Regions from separate parts of the Zea mays genome. Here region 2 is linked to region 1. Evidence: chromatin contacts called from public Hi-C data. All regions are on one chromosome and are shown on one strand. Each heading gives the region's core, a stretch centred on a gene start, on an enhancer-like site or on the middle of the called end of the contact. The rest is flanking DNA. Distances are from core to core; before and after follow the strand shown.

Region 1 (4,269 bases), core at 1,311-3,810:
CGGCTATAGCGCGCTCCCATGCATGCATGCAGAGGCGTCCATTGGTCCTCAACCGCCGGCAGGGTCGAGTTCACTATGATGAGAGTTGAGAGCCGCCAAGCGCGGCCAACCTCACCATGTGCAGGAGGAGCAAGCACCGCAGTAGTATCTCTGCTGGGACTAGCCGCTAGTACGTAGTAGTAGGTCAGATTCAAAATTTTGAAACAAAAAAAAACAGCATGTGCTGTCTGCAGGTACCTACCTACAAGTGCTCGTCGTACGTACGTGCGTGAAAGTCCACGGTGCAAGCGATGAGCGCCGACGACCGGCACCAAACATGCATAATGCATGGTTGGTCGCCCTGGCCGTTGGATCGACACCTGTTTACTTGCACCTTTTTCATGCAGGCTCATCCGAATTCAAACACTACTATAGTCCACCAGTGACGCGCACAGGCACAGCACGTACACAACAAGACATAGATGCGGACTTTTGGCGTACGAACGTACGTGTGGTGTTCTTTTTCGTTATTGGGTTCTCAGTCACTAGTAGTGGTGACACAAGTCACTCCGAGTCCCATCACTTCATCAGACACGACGATCTGTGCCACTCCACTAGCCCAACAGCATGATTACGGCGGGCCGCCGGCTCGCTGCGTGGACGAGCGAGTGCGACGACGACGAAACCAATCATGCCACTAATCTTTGCCCGCGCGCGCGCGCGCTTCTTGTCCGTCGTCCACGTCTCCCCTCAGCGCTCAGTCAGATGAGCTGTACGCATGTACTAGCACTGTAGCCACACCACACGGCCCAAGGGTCCCGGTGCCCCCGGCTGTAGCCTGTAGGTGTAGCCACACAGTCGACGACGGACGGACGTGATCGAGGGCCGGACAAGGCGGTTGGCGTTAAGGATGTAAATGGTCGGTAAAATTCGGTAAATTCCCGGTACCGTTTACCAGATTTTTCCGACCGTTTTCATATTTTTCGGGATATACGGAAAATGGGACGGAAACGAGATGTGTTATTACGAAAACGGTACGGTAAACGGTGAGACATATTTACCGTCCGTTTTCGGAATTCTCGGGAAAATCCGGTATTTTCCCGTATTTTAACCGTATTTTTCCGGTCCAAAAAAAAACAAAGGAGATAAGAACTATACTCGTTAGGGTTTAGAGATTAGGGTTTTAGATGTCATAGAAGATATATCAAGTGATCCAGACGACATGTCACATGATTTCTAGTTTATGTATCGTGTGTTTAAGACTTATATACTATGTGGTTAAAACTTTAGTGAACATGTATGATCATTTATGTGTGGTCATGACTATGTATTGTATATTTGTGTGGTTGAGACTTGTATGTGAATGTGAATGAACAATCGTGTTTTAAGACTTATGTGTTGTGTGTTATAATTTAAGAGTGGACATGGATGAGTGTATGACCAATTATATGTGGACAAGATTGTGTTTTGTGTACTTTTGTGAATGAGACTTGTATGTGGATGTGAATGAACATCTGTGTGGTTAGGATTTGTTTATTGTGAGCTTTTCCGATTACAGTTACCGTTTCCCGATCAATTTCGAGCTATTTTGCTCGGATTTATCCGTTTTCGATATACCGGAATTTACCGGTCGTTATCCGTTTCCGACTTTCCCGTTTACCGATTCCGACCGAACAAAAATTTATGCGGGTGAAAACGGTGAGAGGTTTTTTCCGACCGTTACCGGCCGTTTTCATCCTTAGTTGGCGTGCCGTCGTCCCGCTCTCGGCGCGACCAGTGTGACTGACGTACTGAACTGACCGCCGCTAGCTCCCCGTGTCCGCGCTGGGCTGCCGGCTCGGCAACCCGCGCGGAAAATGGGGGCTCGTGTTCGTTCATGCGGGCCGCTGCGATGATGCGATGCGGTGGTGCAGTAATCTGCAATGACGCGGCCTGTCTGCTGTGGACCGACGACCGGAGGGGAGGGGGGTGCGCCGTCGATGCGCTGCGGTCGCGGATCGCGGCTTGGCGGATGATTTTTTTTCTTCTTCTACTCCATCTCTCTACCGGGGTGTGGTGGTAATTATTGGCGCGGGCGGCCGTTTAACTTGGGAGACACCGGCCGGAGCCGGGGGGAGGGTCCCGATTTGGGTTGGTACCTGACGTGCATGCGGGGTCGCTTTATTTGTTTCTGATCCGCGGTTTGAACACAACTTGTCTACTTTGGGAGTGTGTTGTTTGTGCTGTACTACCGGTGAGAGTGCAGACCTCAGATGGGAAGAAATAGGTGGTGAGGGCGAGGCAATCATTCGGTCTGGGTTCGTCCTCAGTACCAACACCGACTTGTCGGGTCTTTTAGGTGTTTAAACTGCACAGTGAGCCTTTGCTGCACGCTGTTCTGAAAAAAGAAAACAGTAGCACTCGATGGATCACTGCCGGCTCCTCAGCCACAGGCCCACAGCCAGCAGGTCTGATTTCTCTGGAACGGAGGACCATCCATCAGACACGATTAGTTAGGCCCGTTGGCCCCGTTGGCCCACTGGTTCGTGCCACCGAGGACGGCCCGAGCGCAACTCAATGGAAGGCCTAAATCCTCATCTCGGCTCCTCGGAAGGCCTTGCCCATCATCTCCAACGGCAGAGCCCATATAAGTACCAGGCCACCACCAGTAGTATAGCAGACCGATCTGCGACACCTACTGCGCGCTAGGCTCAGACAGCCTAGGTCTCGCTACGGATACTTTCATGGGCAGCAAGGCCCCAGGCCAGGCGGCTACTAGGCCAGATGCCACAGCCTCAGCGGCCGTCCTCGATCCTCCTCCTCCGGCTTCACCCTCTCCCAGTCCCAGCAGTAATCCAAGCGACCTCGAACCAGGGTTTACATTATCGATATTAAATAAAAAAACAGAGGTAACCAAGAAACGCGTTTCCCATATTTCTCCCACAAAACGGTTTTATTATTTTAGACTGTAACTATAATAAAATGACTTAATTCAATCATAAAAATGTATATTTTATTTTTTTCTATAAATCATCTAGCATCAACAAGTACATATAACCTTTTAATAAATTCGTCTTGCTGTGTAGTGTTCATTTCGATAAATAGTTTTACAATTACACTATATTTACTACTCGGAATTGGTATTCAAACATCCGATATGATATGTACTAAACTTTAGAGTGAGAGACTAAACACTCTCTTGCTAGTTAGATGTATGTGCACTGCTATGATCTCTATATATCAAACACATTCCAAATATTTACAATGAGCATCCAAAAGTTCTGAGCACCTTGCAAGGATGGTGTCGCGCGCGGGGTCTTGCCCGTGACTTCAGGACTCGCAGGCGCGCGGACGACAGTGCCACGATAGGTGCCCGAGCCGGCGACCTGCTACCCCCTCCTCAATCAAACAACTATAACCTCGAATCGAATCTAAGTAATCCTAATTTTACCAAATCAAAAACACATGTATCTCAATCGATGACCTGGCAGATCTGTTGCGCTGACACCTATTAGCCCCATCTACGCGGGTCGTCATCTTGATTGCGCCGTTGTCCACCTACACGGGCGCATCACTGATGTACGAATATATCGTCAACTTATTGCAGATGAATAAGGACGTACATGCTGTATTTTGCTAGAATAAAGATGGCATCAGTTCTTGACCATGATTACTAGAACTATGATGGCTATGATAAATACCATTACCAACATTACCATTAGTCGATTTAATATATCATACTATCATTATGACTAGCAACAACAACATGAGAATTCGAGGAACTTACACAATAAAAACCAGGTTGTATTTACAAGATATACCTCAAGACAGTTTGTAGTAGTTTTTATGTTGTGACACCTTGGTAGTTGGTACTACATGAACATAGAATTTGATTGCCTTGCTATTTTTTTATAACAACACGTGCACAATAGCATATGCAAGACCACAAGAGAATCAAAACTAAATGTGATCGGGCTTTTAGGTCAGATGCAATAGTAATGACAAAAAACAAGAATGATGGATCAACGATGAATATGCCAATTACAAAGGGATTTACCTACAAGATAGAGCAAAGCAATACGTCTACAGCGAAGTCGCCAAAAAAAAGTCAACGTCTAGATCCGGTCTAGGGCTATCAAAGTCGGCTAGATCGACTTTTTGCATGTTTGGATGAAGAAAAAACTTTGAAATTTCATAATTATTTTATTCAGACTTCGAATAAGAGATGGTTCATATATTACCTCCGTTCTCGAATAATTTCACCCGCTAGTTTATTTTTAAACTAAAACACGATAAATAAAAAAGAACGAA
Region 2 (4,269 bases), core at 795-3,294, 250 kb before region 1:
ATTCATCAGTTTCTGAAATTTTGCACCATGATCACTGCGTGTTCATAATTTCAAAATCAATCAAAAACAAATTAGAATCTCATAAGCGTACTAGAAAATAATAAGTGCTATTGAACAATTACCTATGGTTACTGTTATTGTCTTTGATGCAAATATAGGCATGAATCATCTCATGAAGCAAAGCATTCTTCAGATCAGATCCATTATGAGACCCGCATAATGATTTGGAAAGCAGTATTATACAGCCACCACCTCCCGGATAATAGTCACATGTGCTTACATCACTGCAGGAAGATAATTAAGAAACAAAAACACCAATCTTCTGCTAAAGTCAGCTAACATGTACTTCAACAGTTCAATGACAAACTTGAGGGTGGCAAACAATATACCATTTCAAAATATTTCACAAGTTGTACTTCACAAATTCATTTAATTGTAATGCAGAATTAGTAGTCTGATGCTAAAATGTACGGATTAATGTTTGCATTTTATGCAGTGGCTTTAAGATGTACCATAAGCAAATTATCCAGCTACAGCACATGCACATATATCAAGTGCCAGGCCATGCAGAAACGATTTGAAAATAAATACTGGAAGTGGTTAATGTTATTCATCAAAATTACACATTAATACCACTGAAATCTGTAAGAAGACGTGAAGCTATAAACGGTCAATGTGCAATAGAAGGGAAAATGCCCAGTGTTTAACAAACCTAATGCAAAGATTGCATAACTGTGTCTCAAAAATAAATTCAACGAGAATACATAATTGTTTATGGTAGATGATTCCTGAATTACCACCAGGGACATTCGAGAGGCCTTCACTAGATAACATGACAGGACAAATCTCAGACCCACACAGCCACACACACGTACCCCCCCCCCCCCCAACACACACAAAAGGACTTCCGAAGCAATAGAGATTCAGCATAAAATTCATAGTTTTGGGGCTCAGAGCTGTCTGAGCTTAGTTTAAATGCTTCGGTCGAACCACAAACATAACCACAAGAATATATAAATGCAGGTCATAAAACAATCATATTAGAATGTGTTGCCAAGATAAATAGTCAGCAAGTTGTTCGGCCCGAACCTTTTTATCCATTCAAATAGTGCCTTTGATGGCTCATATCTTGTGTAACCGACTAGCAAATATATCATGTGTGCAGCTCTGACCAAAGGTATCAATGCAATTGACCTAACACTATTTTCTCTATTGTCCCCTTCCTCTTATAAAAAAAATCAGCATATACCTAAGTCATCATGACAACACTCCAGCAACATAATTCAGTAGATGAACAAGTAAATCAATGAAATCTTCAGAGGCGAGCAATGATGGCCACATGCAGCGCTTAGGATCACATACTATGTTCAGGGTGCAATTACTGAAAATCGAGTATTCCCTTGGATGCAGTAAACTTAGTTTTAGGAATAATCTAATGAACAATAAGGGGTTATCATGAATCCTGATTTCTACAGGTGTGAAGCTGAGATTTATAGATTGACGAGACGAAAGGGGCTAGCCCGTCTTGGTCTTGAAATTCATTCACGGCAAGGTTCTCCCAAATTGTATTGCAATGTATCAAATCAAGTTATAAGAAATATGAAACAAGGGATAACTTTCAACCAAGAAATAATCCATCATCCGAAACAACGATTTTTGTAACCCGGAATTTGAACCCGTACGCCATTCGAATATGTGGGATGGGGCGGCACTCACCAATCAGGTAGTGGGTCCTCGGTCCATGAGACAGCGCACGAACCGAGGGAATCGCGGAAGTAGAGGGAGTTGTAGTGGCAGAAAAGCTCGGAGACGTCCGGCGCGCCTCCGTTCCCGTCCGGATCCGAGCTCACCATGGCCGGGTTAGGGTGAGGTTAAGGGGCCAGCAACGAGGGTTTAGGCAAAGCCTCCACCCTCCGACGTCACGGGGTTAGTCAGGTACACAGGTTGTGAAAGTGTGTTTTAAGCCATTGGCAGACTTGAGTAGTTTGTATCAACCACCTTTCATCACGTCTTGGAAGTTTAGAGTTGTCGATAAAAACGCAAATGGTCATGGTGACAAGCACACGCATCCATGGAGGTCCCTGCGACATAACGTGGAAGTAACATTGGAGGTGTTCTAGTGACGCCTTGGCATAGAGGTTGTCTGTTAGTAGCGACATGAAGGAGCGATATAGATGGATTTATGGTCATAAAGATGGTGTGACGACACAATACGGTGGCTGGAGTATGATTTTCGTGATGAATTTAGCACCAACGTCGATTTTAGGAGACTCGAGGTTAGTAACTGTAGGGATGGAATTGAGTTTTTTTAGGAACATTGTAAATTAGGGACCTACTTTATATAATTGTTGGAGAAGAGAGTTGAAAACTTCTTAAATTCATATTAGAAAGTTGTCTACATAATAATTACTATAGATGCTCTTAGGCATTATCAGTGGGAGTTCTATGGACATTAAATAGGTTGTCATGTTAGCGTTTTTATGATATGTTAGTGTATTAATGGTGAAAATATGAAATGATTTTCATGGGGATGAAATCCAATGTACAATGTTTTCGAGATATATGTGTCTTGCATGTGACCTAGGAAACAACAAAGATAAAACTATGCATTGTATGAGACTATTTCATCATAGTTTCAAACCTCCTTAGATGATGTGTCACTCTAGTTAATCGTGCCCATTAAACTTCCACATAGAATGGCCTTAGGGTGCTAGATGGAGAGTATTTCTAAGAATATGTTTGTGAGTTGTGAGAAAGTTGCTTCGAGTTAACGACGATAAAAATGCTATAATGGGCAAGATATTTCTTTGGATTTTCCTGTTGTGCAATACGCTGATGACACTCTTCTGATCATGAGGGTGTCCCAAAAATAGTTTTTCTTCCTAAAGGGCATCCTTCACTCTCTTTCTCGGTCCACTGGGTTGAAGGTCAACTTTAACAAATCATGTCTTATTTCCATAAATCTGGACGAGATCAAAATTGCTCAGTTGGCCCAAGTCTTTGGTTGTTAGATTGGATCCTACCCCTTCACCAACCTGGGCTTTCGCATGGGTACAACAAAACCCAAGGTGGATAATTTTCTTCTAATTATGAACAAAATTGAAAGAAGACTCTCGACAATAGCCACTTGGCTCACTATGGTTGGAAGATTAACTCTTATCAACTCCACCTTGTCTACACTCCCCACCTACACTATGTGTACTCTCAAGCTCTTGGATGCAATCGTTAAATTTATTGATAGAGCTAGGAGAGATTGCTTGTGTAGAGGGAATGATATAACCTCACAAAAGAAGCCCACGATAGCCTTGGACAAAGTTACCATGCAAAAAGCTAATGGTGGTCTAGGAGTGGTAAACCTTCATATGCACAATAGAGATTTGCTAATGAAACACATTCACATGGTTTATAACAGAAAGAATACTCCTTGGGTTCAGCTGATTTGGAATTCTACCTATATAGGGGGCCGTATTCCCCAGAACCCTAGTGAAAAGGTTCCTTCTTGTGGAAGCACATTGGCAGACTAGCAGATGATTATAGAGGTATTGCTATGCCCATCTGTTGGGGATGCGAGAACCTTCCTTTGTTAGTTAAATGTTTGGAATAATACCCATCTATCAACCGAGTTTTCAAGGCTCTTCTCCATTGCTAAAAAACCGAACTGCACTCTCCAACAATTTCTAGCAACCACTAAAGTTAAGGAAAGGTTCCACACCCTGCTCTCGGTAGAAGCATTTGAGGAGTGTAGCCTATTTTAGAAAAAAAAATCATGATCCAGTTAATTGAACGTAGCCTATGGGGGGTGAATAGGCTACACCTAAAAATTTCATCAAAAACTTAAAACGAACTGAGAATAACTAGTTCAAATAGTGCATGCCAGTTCAACCGCTTTGAACCAGTTCAACTTGAAAATGTGAAATAAATTGAATTGATCTCTAAAATCACCAAATAAACTTTACGTATGTGATGTCCTAGATGTTCCTTAGGGTTGTAGGAAGTAGATCTGAGAGGGAAACTTCTCAAAACATACACACCACAAGTCTATGGGAAATTTTTTGAGGCACCTACAAAGAATCAAGTCTCTTTCAACCCTAATCCTCCCCTCACCGACCACAAAGATCCAAGTGAGGTCACTTACTAGAGCTTGCTCAAAAGAGTGGGTAATGGAAACGTCTTGTGGTTTTCCACAAGCTTTGGATACTCATAAGTGACACCTAGTCGTCTAGGAGCTTGGAGCTCCAAGAGAAATGAACCAGAAAGATCTTGTTGTCG

The links. A called contact is a pair of places that touch in the nucleus more often than the background predicts.
Region 2: a contact with region 1 is called in a Hi-C map of tassel, with 5 times the contacts expected there. The contact joins the promoter of LOC103632821 here to the enhancer-like site in region 1. A contact is called at or near these places in 2 of 25 Hi-C or Micro-C datasets (ear and tassel).

Annotation. Positions count from the first base shown.
Region 1 is chr1:27,074,727-27,078,995 of Zm-B73-REFERENCE-NAM-5.0, reverse strand. No RefSeq gene overlaps it. Among protein-coding and RNA genes, the nearest start is that of LOC103632803, 11 kb to the right of the region's middle. Within about 2 kb of position 2,560, at least 18 of the 20 cell types and tissues checked have an H3K27ac peak or open chromatin away from gene starts, as enhancers often do. A contact at or near this core is called in ear and tassel, where this site is marked.
Region 2 is chr1:27,322,214-27,326,482 of Zm-B73-REFERENCE-NAM-5.0, reverse strand. LOC103632821 reads right to left here and starts at 2,044. Exons shown (of 7, transcript XM_008654555.4): 1 at 1,717-2,044; 2 at 123-284; 3 at 1-34. The coding sequence starts at 1,853.